3 separate regions of the Mus musculus genome follow, and regions 2 and 3 are each linked to region 1. The links are chromatin contacts, called in public HiChIP or PLAC-seq and promoter capture Hi-C maps. All regions are on one chromosome and are shown on one strand. The core of a region is the stretch at or near the end of the contact, and the rest is flanking DNA. Distances in the headings are between cores, read along the strand shown.

Region 1 (4,232 bases), core at 895-3,394:
TTTTGTTTTCAAAGACTGCAACTCCAACATCACTCTGACCTCTCAGCATAGCAGCAATTGGTGTCCACTGGTCAAGAGTTGGCGAATAGTATTCGCAGCTTAGGACATCATCATAATCACTTGTTCCTCTGAAGTGGTTGCCACCGATGACATACAGCTTGTCTCCAACTGTACACATGCAATGCAGACCTCGGACTGTAGTCATAGGAGCCTTCTGTGTCCATTTGTCTGTATCTGGGTCAAAACACATGAGCTCATTTTGGAAAGTGTCATGAGTGATTCCTCCGGAAATATACATTAAACCCCCATATACTGTTCCAGCATGGCCATAGTGGGGTTCACTCATCTTTGCAACGTAGCTCCATTCATTCATTCTTGGGTTGTAACATTCTACTGTGGCCAGTTCACCAGCTGCACTGCGCCCACCAACTGCATATAAATGTCCTTTGAGGGCACTCAGGTGAAAGAATGTGCGCTTTTCGTTTAATGATGCCACCTGCATCCACTTATTATAACGAGGATCAAATCTGAAAACTGTATCAACAGCCGTTTTTCCTTTTGTATCATAATTACTCTGGCCACCAACTACATAAAGGAAATTTCCAATAACAGCAATGCCATGCTGGTATCGAGGAGCATCCATGGGCGCTAACGACTTCCACTCCTGCGCCCTTTCGTCGTACATTCGTAACTCTTTACTGACAACTAGCTGTTGTCTCAAAACTCCTCCTAAGGTAACCAAATGAGTAGAATCAGATCGAATGGCAGTTCTGTCCGACTGCATCACCGGCTGCATATACGGCATCATTTGGTAATTGCTTGCTTCCAAAAGTAAATTCACACAGGTATTGTCTGTTCTCATGAAATCTACTGTCTGCACATAGTTGATGAGATCCTGTGGTGTCATCAGTGGAAAGCGAATATTCTTCATTAATTTTGCGGCATAGTCCATCCGAGGGTCTTCCAGCCTCAGCCAGCGGCAGGCTGCCTTGAAGAGCTCAAGTTCCGAACAGTGCTTGAGACTATTGCTGGAAAGCACAAAGGCAAGCCGTTCAAAGGGGAGTTTCAGAAACTCCCCAGTATTCAACAAGGCAGGAAAGTTCTTCAGGATGAAATTATTTACGTATTTATCCACTTCTATAAGATTGTAGGTGTTAGCAATCCGGCCAACCTCCACACAGTTATCCAAAGAGACGCCTGATATAAGAAATACTTTACAAAAATCCAAAACCGGCAAGATCTGTAGAAAGCTGGCAGCTTCAAGAGTGTCCTGAAGATTGTCCATATTAAGAGACAGTTTTGCAGTATAAATAAAATCAATGATTTTCTTCAGACCAACTTTGTTCACCCCATGAAGCTTGATGCACATCAAATCTTTCTCTTTCATTCCTCCAGTGAACATGGCCTTGAAATAATCACTGGCAGACGCCATCATGGCTCTATGAACCGGGAAGATTTCCTCTCCATCGCCAGGTACCAGCGTCACGTCACAAAGTAGGCCCTCTATTCTGAGCTGATCAAAGCCTTGCAATACAACCGAACTGTGCGTGTTGCTGGTAAAAAACCGCGTAGTTCCAGACTTGCAAGGCTGCAGGTGGGCAGAGACGCCCATGTCGCCGTTACCCAGAGACACCTTCATGGGAGAAGCCGGAGCTCGCTGCGAGCTGCAGGCCGCAGACGTTACAAAGAGAACGCTCTCGGGAAACCCCGGGGCCGCCGAACCAAGGGCAAGCAAGCGGTCGCCGCAGCACCGCTCTGGGCACACCGACGTCCGCCCTGCAGCAACAGCAGCACGCACCTCAAATCTGCCAGGAGAGCGGGTGAGTCATCACCCGGGGCAGTTACGTGACCGCTTCACCTCCTCCGGTCCCGGGCTGTCGTCCTTCGCCGCTGCGCTCAGGGCGGGGGAGGGGCCGTCACGGCCTGCGCACCCCGGCTGCCGCCCTCCAAGGCTCAGCCACCCCAACGAGCTGCGGCCGCGTCCTCTGCGATCCCCGCTGTGTCGTCGCGGCTACGGACTTGGCTTGGAGCAGGGCCTGGAATCCCGACTTGGGCCTAGAACGGCGGCCTAGCACCGAGAGCCAGCCCGACCTTCCGGAAAGGCAGAATCCCAGGATCCCCCGGGCTAGGAGCGGCTGCACAGCTAGTGCGCTTGCGCGGCTGAGCTGGCAAGGGGGCGGTGGATGGGGGCAGGGCGCGGGCGGGACTGGGGGCGGGGTTCCGGCCGGCCAGCGAGGCCGGTGCAGGGTCCATTATGTAAGCTTGTAGGAATGCGCGTGCGTGTGCTTAAGCTTGCTTTTCAAGAGCGCGTTCTTTTCAAGATTTACGCTTAAGGTCTTTGCCAGAGCAGCAACGAAAGGCAACCTTTGTTCAAACACAAGAAGCCTGGCAGAAGAAATCATTGTATCGTTTTATTTATTTATTTTCTTCAAGAACAGTTTTACAGTTTGCGTCACACTCAATTAAAAATGTTGATTGTAAAAGGTTTTTTGTTTGTTTGTTTAACATTTAAGACACATGAGATTTAACTTGCCACTAAATTTTGGTCCTAATGATACATTTTTTTAATATTTGGCAGGAGAGATAATGCCTTCATAAATACGGTTTTCAGGGTTTTGTTTTCCAAACACTATTTTTAACTGGCTACAGTTTTCCAGTAGTTGAGCATGTTATAGTTTACTTTGTCCACTGTTTTCATCAGTGTACAAATGTCCTCCATTATCTTATGGACTCTGTAATAAGCGCAGATGATTTGAACACAAAACGTTATCCTGATTTGGATAATGATAATATTTGGTAGAATATTCAAGTCAATGTTTCCAAAATAGTTACCCTTTGCGTTTCCCTTGTGTTGAACTTTGCTTTTATAAGTATTTTTTATTAACATGCAGTTCTCTAGCTACTGGCAAATTTTAACTTTGATTTGAGAATAAGTATATAATTTGCCGTAGTTCTCTGTTCTCGAAGTTCCAAATCCTTCTAGCGTTTACTTGTATGCAGACTAAGAATATACTTACATTCTTATGCTCCACTTCCTGGCTCTTTTCTAAATGGCATGTATCCTACTGGATTTTTTTTTTCCAGTTCAAGATTTTCCAAAATTGGTATATAGAGAGCTTACTTACAACCTGTTGATGACCCCAAAAAAATGTATGTAATTTACTTAACTATAGGTGATTAATCTTCCTTTATTTCTCCTTCCTTCTTCTCCCGGTGGTTTCCGGCCAATTGCAGCAATCCCGGGAAACTAGTAGAACAACATTCTTTTCCCCAAACTAGTAGAACAACCTGTGGTCGTCGTTCCTTCCCCCCCCCCCCCCCAGGTGCCCTGTTATACCAGAGCTTTGTTGAAATGAGAATGGTCTTGAGAAGTTCTTCCCAGGAGCTAAGTTCTGGGAGGCTGCTTGGTTCAGGAGTTGGGGTAAGCCTTTCCTGAGTGGCTCTGACATGTCACCTGGCTGTGAAGAGGCACTTCCGAGAGATTAATTTCTACCTGTAGGGAAAGAAAGAACAAGATCACTTCCTGAGAAGGTGCCAGAGCAAACTTCAAGACATCGGTCCTTTCCCTACTAAGCTAGCAAGGTTAATGAGAAACCAGGCATGAACATTTATGGTTATTAGGGACACATGCTCCTCATATTTCAATGGTTTATTTTACATTTATTTTTATGTTCATTGGTGTTTTGTCTGCATGTATGGCTATGCGAGGATGTCAACTGGAGTAACAGGCAGGTGTGATCTATCCTCTAGATGCTTGGAACTGAACCCTGGGTCCTCTGGAAGAGCACCCAGTGCTCTTTACCTCTGAGCCATCTCTCCAGCCACCAACATTTAACTATTTTAAAAGATTATTTTGGGGGCTGGTGAGATGGCTCAGTGGGTAAGAGCACCCGACTACTCTTCCGAAGGTCCAGAGTTCAAATCCCAGCAACCACATGGTGGCTCACAACCATCCGTAACAAGATCTGACTCCCTCTTCTGGTGTGTCTGAAGACAGCTACAGTGTACTTACATATAATAAATAAATCTTAAAAAAAAAAGATTATTTTGTTCTGCTTTCACCAATATTTGGTAGTCATGTTAAACAGGTATGTGTTAAAAGCATCGACTTAGGGTCATCGGCCCACTAGACATAGCATTTACTCGTGTGCTTTATTATATCAATTCCAATATATTTTTTTTTAATTTCATTTATTATATCTTAGTATTTAGCACATATGAGATCATGTTCA
Region 2 (4,709 bases), core at 687-3,186, 630 kb before region 1:
AGGAAGGTTTGCAGGGGAGAGGGTCCTAGTGAGTATAGAGCACATACTTAGAATGCATGAAGCCCACAGTTTGACCTTTCAGAATCATCAGGGAGAAAATACAAAGAAACAAAAACAGTGTTGGGAGTCTTTACCCCATCTGCTATAGGAGGGCACTGAGAAGGTATTGTCTGTAGAGCAAGCCCCACACCAGATGACAAATCTGCTCATTCCTGGCTTGGGACTTTCTAGCCTATCGAATGAGGGATACATTTTTTATTATCTGTAATATATTCACTCAGTAAGATATTTTCTCATTGGAGTCAAAAATGGGCTAAGATCTTTCAGAGTAAGTATTTCCCCACAAGATCCTAAACTATCAGTTTTGGAGACAGACACTTTATTGAGAACAGGATGGCTGGTTTCAAATGTATCAGCTAGGTAAATAGCCTTGGTCAAAGTGTTTCATATTTTGTGCTTAGTTTCCTTATTTGAAAAAAATGTAATAACTTTACTATTCAACTTGGTCTGTGAATTAAATAAGTTGATATACTTAAAACAGTATACCAGACATAACTACATGCTCGATTAGGAACAAGTGAGCCTCAAGAAACACAGGAATAAGCCAGGGGTGTGGCCCATGCCTTTAGTCCCAGCACTTGGGGGGCAGAGGCAGGCAGATCTCTGATTTTGAGGCCAGTCTTGTCTACAAAAAGCATATTATAATGACCTTGCAAATTTAACTTACAAAACTGCTTGCTACAAAATGAGAGCCTGTCTCAAAAAACCAAATACAGGAATAGACAAAGGAAACAAATTTAAAATGTTCCTAAAATTTGTACTTGTGTAGTTGGAAAACTTATGGGAATATCATCAAACTAATAAAACCAAAAAGGTAATTATAAATCTCACAGAACTCCCATGTCCCCAAGGATATAAGCGATTGAATACAGGAACATGTTCAAAATTAATTTAGATAAATTCTTACAGAATGAATGCATTATAAGTTATTGGAAGATCTAGAGATGGTGTGTGGAATGTAATTATTGTTCTGAGGTGAAGTATAGGAAACCAAGAATTTCCTGTTAGCATATTATAATGACCTTGCAAATTTAACTTACAAAACTGCTTGCTAAATTCCTACCACAGAATTAGAATCTCTAGAGATGTACCCAGGCTTCTTTTAAAGCGTCCTAATGCTTCTAAAAGTGCATGGGGTTTCAGAAACAGTCAGGTAATAGATTTCTATTCCTTTTAACTTATTTATTTATTTATAAACGCAGTTGTTTTCGTTTCTGCTGCGTTGTGCCAGGTGTCACAGACTTCCCCTGTGGGACCATTCCTTCCTATTTCGCTAAAGAAAATGCTTGGCTATAATAAATGTTATATAACAATAATAGTCGTGGTAAAGTTCTTTGAGCCAGCTCTCTTTAGATCAAATTCCCCCGTAGCAGAAATTCCTGGGCCTTGACAACTATACAAGTAGAAGCAAGGGCACAGCAGGAAGAAATGAAGTCACTGAGCAGCAGCTCCAGGAAGCAAGCTGGCTCTGAACCCTAGCTATCATGAGTACTCCAACCCCGCTCCCCCTGCCCCTCCTCCCCACTCCAGTCACGAGGATTTACAAAATCTCCAAATATCAAGAAGCTGTCCTGCATCTCCTAAAGCTGCCAACAGGACTCCCTGGCTCTGTGCAGTGGCATCTCCAGACAGGATCCTTTGCTTTCACATCCCAGAGCCTGAAGATCAGCCTGCACCCCTGCGAAGTCTGGCTGTGGCTAGGGCTGGGACCCAGCTTCACTTCAACATCTAACTGCAGTGAGCCGCCAAGGCCTTGTCACGCATGCGCGCGAGGGGGCGGGCATCCCAGCAGAGGAGGCGGGACTGGTTCTTGAAGTAGGTTTCGTATTGGCTGTCTCCGACAGGACCCGCCTCCGAGCGGTGGAGGCGGTGCGTGGGACACGTCAGGCACGGGAGCAGGCTGTGCCTGTGGCAGAAGTGAGGTAAGCCATGCGGCGTGGCTGACCGTCCACCGGCGGCAGCCGGGTGGGCAGTTGCCGCATCGGGTCCGGCTGCAGCCGCGGTCACGGGGGCGAGGGCGACCGAAGCTGGACCACTTGGGCTGGGGTGCAGGCCCGCGGCGGAGCATGTGGCGGCAAGGCCGTGGCGTCGCGTGAGGCGGGCAGGGCATTTGACCTGCTGCCCCTATTGCTGGTCCAGCGAAGCGTCCGGCTCCCGGAGGATCTGGCCTCAAGCGGTTCCCTGGTGTAAGGCTCCAGGACCCGCTGGCAGTGGAGGGGCTTGGCAGCCGGAGAGGCTGGCACGATCTGTCTAGCTTACCTGCCTCAGGTTGCGGTTGTCACCCCTCCTTAACCCGGTCGCTGGTTCGGGGCAGCGCCAGAGATCCTGGTGTCCTCTTGTCTGGCCTGGGGTGACTGTCTGAGTTCCCCGGGACTCAGACGCAGTTTTTGTCCACTTTAATGCAAAGGCTCTTGGGTGAGCAGAGCCTGTTTTCTGACTCAGGTCTCTGGCTCTGAAGAGTTTTTCTGTGGGGCTTCAGCGGTTGCAGGCGCCTGCGGTTGTGTAGGACTTAATCCCAGTTTGTTTCAGCCATGGTGCCTTGACCCCTTGTTTGTAGTTTTGGATCCAGTGAAATCATACCGTCATTGACTCATTCATTGCAAACTTTTAAAATGAGTTCCTTGGTGGATAGATAGTACCTGCCTTTGCTTGCATTTAATATGCCAGTGCTAGTGTCTGAGTTGACAAGATTTGAGATGGATTTTTTTTTTTTTTGTGGTTCATTTTTAGGATCTAGATTTAGATGCAAAAGATGAAGCTCTCTTGGACCTTATTCCAAGGGTTTTTTTTTTTTTTTTTTTTTTTTTTTTGTTGCTTTGGTTTATTTATTTATTTATTTATTTAATTTTGTTTTTTGCTTTTCCCTCTCCTTCTAATAAACCCTAAAGCCCATTGGCCCTGAGGGGTGATCCTAGTGCTTCCTATGGAAAAGTAAAGGGATGTGATTACAAGTATTCTGTAATTTTGGAATGTTCAAATTTTACAAAATTTACAAATGTTCAAGATTTACTGAACGGTGTTAGCAGTTGGGAACCAACTAAGTAAAAAACACATGATGTCATTTATGATTGTGTATTTTATGCTCCAGTGACAAGTGTTTCTGTTCACAAACACTTGACTAGCAAGCGAGTGAGTGCATGGTTACAATTTTGATTGACATCCAGTTTCTGCAAAGAAAGTACCATGACTCATCTAAATTTTGAAGTGTAATAATCATGAAGTTTTTTGTTATATATAAAAATACTCCATAGAGATAACTGGACAAGAATGCAGTTTTCAAAGCTTTTGACTTGCTTTGGTGATAAGTGATAGCCAAAACAACTGAATTATTTACTTACCAAATTAATCTTATTAACAGTTCACATTTCTTTGTTTTCCATATCTTGCTTAGTTTTTTTTTTTTGTTTCTTTTTTAATTGAAATAATTTAAAATTGTATCATGTTACTATTTGGTGGGTTTTAATTGCTTGATGGCTCTAATTGAGGCCTAATAATCCAAAAGTAAATAAATTGTTACTTCAAGGTAACAAATACCTGTATAGATGTGATAGATTTTTCTTATGGTAATTGATTAATGGTATTTACACATAGTAGAGATCACCCTTTTCTAGTATAAAATGATTTCAAAGGTAATTATTCTGATATTCCGAGCCTCATGATATTTGACATTGTCCATAAACTGTTAGTTGAATTAATATTAATTAGAGATGTAAATCAATTATAATCACTATTAGTATAGAGCTCTTTCATATGATAAAATACAGCTTAGCCCTAGAAGTATAGTTTAAATCTGTGACTTATAAATAGCAATTAATTGAGAAGAATTTATGTGTACCATTTCCATCATGGTAAATAAGAATTGCTAAGCTAATTGGACAAGTGTTGTTTGTCAGCTTCCTCTATAAAAATTATTTCAACCTTTTTAAAAATGTAGATCCCATTCATTTCACACACTAGATTACAAAATTTGAAAGTGTGTAAAAAAGATTTTTAATCTGTTTCAAGTCACACAATGTTGAGAGTAATGCAATGACATTTGTAATTTTTTATCACTTTGCTAACATATTTTCATTCATTCAGCCAGAGTCAGAGTATGCATGTATTTGTTTTATTGCTTGTTTATCTGGATAGATGAGAATGACCTTGAACTAATGGTTTTCTTGCCTCAGTCTACCCAAGGCTGAAATTAGGGCAAGTGCCACCCTTTCTGGTTTATATCTTGCTGGGACTGAAATAAATACTTTGTGCACTTAAAATGCATTATTATTATTATTATTATTATTATTATTATTATTATTACTATCATGTGTATTTACATGAGCCCAGATGCCTGTGAAAGCCAGAGGCATCAGATTCCTTGGATCTTAGAGTTATAGGCAGTTGTGAGCTACCTGATGTGAGTGCTGGGAGCCAAACTTGAATTCACTAGAAAAGTATTACGTACCCTTAACTGCTGAGTTGTCTCTCTAGGCATCTGAGTATTCTGGTCATACAGACCCCTTAACTTATGAATAGGTTATAGCCAGAAAATCTTACTGTAAGTCAGTAATATTGTACATCAAAAATGCATTTAAGAAGAATGAGCATCATGTGTAATTGTGTGGCAGACAGGTGCTTTTTGTGAGTTTGACGTCATCCTGGTCTACAAA
Region 3 (4,382 bases), core at 1,164-3,663, 650 kb before region 1:
TTTGAAGGCAGCCTGTGCTACAGAGTGAAACCCTGTATGGGAAAAAAAAAAAAAAAAAAAAAAGGATTTCTTGTCTTCTTTATTTTTTTCTAACTAATCAACTCTAGAATCACTATGTCAAGCTTCAAGAGATATCCCATTTGGCTTTTGATTGGAGTTGCATTAAACATATAAATTAATTTGAGAAGAACTGGCTCTTTTATAAAGTCATTATTATCCAGGATCTTGGTAGGATCCTCATTCATTCAGGACTTCTTTTATGATCTTCAGTAAAAAAGTAGTTTTATTTATACCGTTCCTGTCCATTTCTTGTTATGGTTAATCAGAGATATTTTATGTCATTCATTTCAAAATCAATTACAATCTGACTTCTACCTATTAATCTTAATTCTTTTGTTACTAAAATGTGGTGTGGAGAGAAAGGAGAGGCAGGAATTATTGCAAGGACACTGAAGCTCAGAAGAGAAATGAATGATTGGTAAAAGAGGCTGGGCTGTTGCCTGGCTGAGGCTGGGATCCATGAGCTGAAACAAAGCCACACTCTTCTAACCCACACTCATCTCTGTCCTTTCTCAAACTCTGCTCTTTGTTGCTGATCTCTTATGCTTGCATAGATCTGTCTTCTGACTTTATTCTGATATTTCAATTATCTGGAAGTATAGGGGATGCTTTTCTGGTGCATTAGCTGGGGCTCTCTAGAGTAGCAGAACTAATAGAATAAATCTCTTTATATATACATATATAAACATATATATGTTGTGTATGTATGTATATAGAAAGATTTACTAGAATCACTTACAGGCTACAGTACAACTAACCCAATAATAGGAGTTGAATATGAACAGAAAGACTAAGAATCCAGAAGTTGCTCAGTCCACAAAACTGAATGCCTTAACAAGTCTTCAGCAGTTGATGTAATTCTAAAGAAATAGGCTCCAATACCAAGGAAGGAATGGACTTGTTAGCAGGGTGACAGCAAGCAGGCAAAGAGCAGAAGCTTCCTTCTTCCATATTCTTATATAGGCTTCCAGCAGAATGTTTGGCCCAGATTTAAAGTGTGTCTTCTCTCCTCAAGAACTGCATTAAAGGTGAGTGTTTTTCTATGTCAAAGGTCTGGATTAGAAGTGGATTCACCCACCTCCAACCAAGAAAAAAAAAAAAACAAACAAAAACAAAAACCTCTCACAGGTGTGAACTCCATTTCTGGATTGTAGTTCATTTCAGATGTGGCCATGTTTACCCAAGAACAGCTGTCACATCTGGATTCCTTGGAGCCCTAATAGAACAATGGGCTTTGCTGGGATATGCCCATAGACATTGAGACTGTGTCTAACACAAGTTATGTTCTTGTGCCTGTGAACAGGGAAGCAAGTAGTATGAAAGTGGGGACCTCTGGAAGGTGGGGCAGGAGGCAGGCACTGAAGATTACTATCACTCTGAGAGGTCTGCTGTGGCTGTCTTGCTGTTTCTTTTCATGTGCTTTACTCTTAGAAACCTTTGATGCAATTGAAAAACATCTCAAGTTCTCTCCTCTCCTGTTTCAATTTCACATTCTGTTTTACTTTGGTTTTGTTGAGAAGAGGGAAGGACTCACTGTGTGGCTTTGCATTTCTGATCTTCCTGCCTTTGCATCCCAATGGCTGGAATTAAGGGTTGTTGGTGTCCAGTACCATGGCTAACATTTTTATTTGTTTGTTTGTTTTCATTTAAAATCTCAAACCTTTCTTCTCCTACCTATCCTTATTTGTTTTGAGTAGGCTTTTATCTTTGGCTTCTTTCTCTTCTTCTAAGTCTTCATAACCATTTTATTCTGTGGCTTACTTTTTTATGGAAACTTCTTAAGATCTATTTCATTTTTTAAAGATATGGTTGCATGCATGTGTTTTGGTTTGCTTTCTACTGTTGTGATAAAACAATATGTCTAAGATCAACTTGAGGAGGGGGCGGTTCTTTGTGATAGACTGTGGTCTCAGTCAGTATATCATAGAGAGAAGCCAACCAAGGAACTCAAGCAAGACAGGAACCTGGAAGCAGGAATTGAAGCAGAAGCCACAGATGAATGCTGCTTATAGACTTGCTCCCTTTGGCTTTCTCTGTTTGCTTTTTATATACCCCAGGTCCACCTACCCAGAGATGACATGTCCCACAGTGGGCAGAGACCTCCCACATCAACCATCATCCAATGAAATGACCACAGACCAATCTGAAGAAGGGAGTTCCTCTTCCCAGATGATTCCAGCTCTTCAAATTGACAAAAGCAAAACAAAACAAAACAGAACAAAAACTAACAAGAGTGAATGTCTGTGCACATGACTGTATGTCCTAGAGGAAACCAGTTACATATGGTTAGGATCCTGCCTGCTAAACATGAACTCAGGTCTCTCTGCAAGAGCAAATGTATGCTTTTTAAACATTGAGTCATCTCTCCGGTATTCTGTGGTTTTAATTATCAACTGCTTGAAGTTGATTCTCAAATCCATTGCTGCAGGCCACCTCGCATTCCTTCTTTAGATCCATCCTCTCGTCACTAGAATCTAGTGAGACTTCAACTTGCTGTGACTACAGTTAGAGTAGTGACTTAAATTGTCTTTTTGTCATAGTATACACTGAACATGAGTGTTTTAGAAACATTAATTCTTCCATTTTTGACCTGTATTCAAATAGGAGCATCTTGCTGTTATTTAAATTTTATCTCCAGTAAACAAAAAGCTAGACATTGCATAATAATTAGAATAACATGCTAGAAAGTGACAATTTACAGATTTTTGTTCTTTGCTGCTGAGCCTTTTTTAAAAAGACTGTCTAACTAACTCTCTGGGTAGCCCAGGATCTACCACCCAGATTACAGGTGTGTGCCACTGAATAAAGCACAGCTGAGTCTTTTTATAGCTAACATTCCTAATTGATGATTATGATGAAGACCCAATTAACACATGGTAAATCATTTCACAGTCCATGAACAATTAAGGTAAGCACAAAAAAAATATGTGCTGTTCTTGTATAATTTTGCACATATATTCTATAGCTGTGATATGAACATTACGTTTGATTACTAACAAATTGCAACATATAAGGTGTCACCTCTTTCTAGGAGATTCTAATGAATTAAGTGATTTAATTTAATGCGGCATACAAACAGCAGTCTCGTATATAAAATATATCTACTTCAACTCCAAAGCCAATATCACACTGTGATGGGAGCTGTTAGAGATATCCTGTTAATATCAGGAAAGGTGCCCCAGCGGTGGCACCGGATGCCTTTAATCTCAGCATTTGGGAGGCAGAAGCAGGAAGATCTTTGAGTTCAAGACCAGCCTGATCTACAGAGAGAATTCCAGGACAGCTAGGGATACACAGAGAAACTCTGTCTTGAAAAACAAAACAAAACAAAACAATGAGGAGAGGTGTAAAAATATCTACTATCTTTCTTACTCAACACTGTACTGGGTGAGGCATCAATCTCACCTAGAAACGAGAAGAAATGCTAAGTGTTACAATCATAAAGTGCCAAGTGCAGGAAGCATAACTGCTGTCCTAATGCCTAGGCTGCAGCTAGAGGCTCAGGAATTTGATGCTAACCTGGGCTACACTATGAGATCATGTCTTTAAAAAAAGATAGAGCTAGGTGTAGTGGTGAAATCCTTTCAGGAAGATTTCTGTTCGTTCAAGGCCAGCCGGGGCTACAAAGTGAGGCCATCTCAAGACAAACATAAAAGAAGCATTTAAAATTGGAGATAAGATTAATTTTATTAAAATGCTGATCAGATTATTGGTAAACATGGGGGAGAAAAAGAAAAACTAAATGTGGATCTGTACCTTCTAACATTAAACAATTCCATTTAGCCTAAATATTTACATGAAAAAAAAAGAAAAGAAAAGAAAAGAAAAGAAAAGAAAAGAAAAGAAAAAAAAATGGTAGGGGCTGGAGAGATGGCTCAGAGGTCAAGAGCACTGATTGCTCTTCCAGAGTATCTGGGTTCAATTCCTAGCACCCTCTTGGTGGCTAACAACCATTTGTAACTCCATTCCCATAGGGGTTCTAGCACCCTCTTCTGGACTCTGAAGATACACATGTAGTACATATATGTGTAGGCAAAATGCCCATACACATAAAACAAAAATAAATAGATGGAAAGAGAGAAACTGTAACTAAGCATGGTGGCTCACATTTAAAATCCTGGAGGCTTGGAAGTTCTAGGCCATCACTGGAGCTACAAAGAAAGCTTGAAGCCAGCTTGTGCTACATGAGACCTTACTTCAAGTCCCTTTTCTCAAAAGGAGGGATGGTAGGTATTTAGGTCCATGGTAGAAGACTTGTCCTGGGCTTCATCACCAACATTGGGAGATGAGAGCCAAAGGCAAACTGGAAAAAATATTTGTTA

The links. HiChIP or PLAC-seq counts read pairs in DNA pulled down with a chosen protein or histone mark. Capture Hi-C pulls out chosen DNA fragments and counts their contacts.
Region 2: a contact with region 1 is called in a promoter capture Hi-C map of liver, with 2.7 times the contacts expected there. The contact joins the promoter of Focad here to the promoter of Klhl9 in region 1. A contact is called at or near these places in 5 of 39 promoter capture datasets (the 3T3-L1 cell line, the C10 cell line, embryonic stem cells and 2 more), 1 of 484 Hi-C or Micro-C datasets (muscle stem cells), 4 of 115 datasets of contacts at active chromatin or transcription factors (bone marrow-derived macrophages, cardiomyocytes, extraembryonic endoderm stem cells and 1 more) and 2 of 9 other capture datasets (adipose tissue and liver).
Region 3: an HNF4G HiChIP or PLAC-seq map of pancreatic cancer cells shows a contact between it and region 1. The contact joins the enhancer-like site here to the promoter of Klhl9 in region 1. A contact is called at or near these places in 2 of 39 promoter capture datasets (the 3T3-L1 cell line and neutrophils), 1 of 484 Hi-C or Micro-C datasets (muscle stem cells) and 2 of 115 datasets of contacts at active chromatin or transcription factors (bone marrow-derived macrophages and pancreatic cancer cells).

The regions. Positions count from the first base shown.
Region 1 is chr4:88,720,364-88,724,595 of GRCm38.p6, forward strand. It overlaps Klhl9 (kelch-like 9), which reads right to left and starts at 2,145. Exons shown (of 1, transcript NM_172871.2): 1 at 1-2,145. The coding sequence starts at 1,639.
Region 2 is chr4:88,092,694-88,097,402 of GRCm38.p6, forward strand. It overlaps Focad (focadhesin), which reads left to right and starts at 1,937. Exons shown (of 44, transcript NM_001081184.1): 1 at 1,937-1,982.
Region 3 is chr4:88,069,633-88,074,014 of GRCm38.p6, forward strand. No RefSeq gene overlaps it. Among named protein-coding and RNA genes, the nearest start is that of Focad, 23 kb to the right of the region's middle. Within about 2 kb of position 2,414, at least 12 of the 459 cell types and tissues checked have an H3K27ac peak or open chromatin away from gene starts, as enhancers often do. A contact at or near this core is called in pancreatic cancer cells, where this site is marked.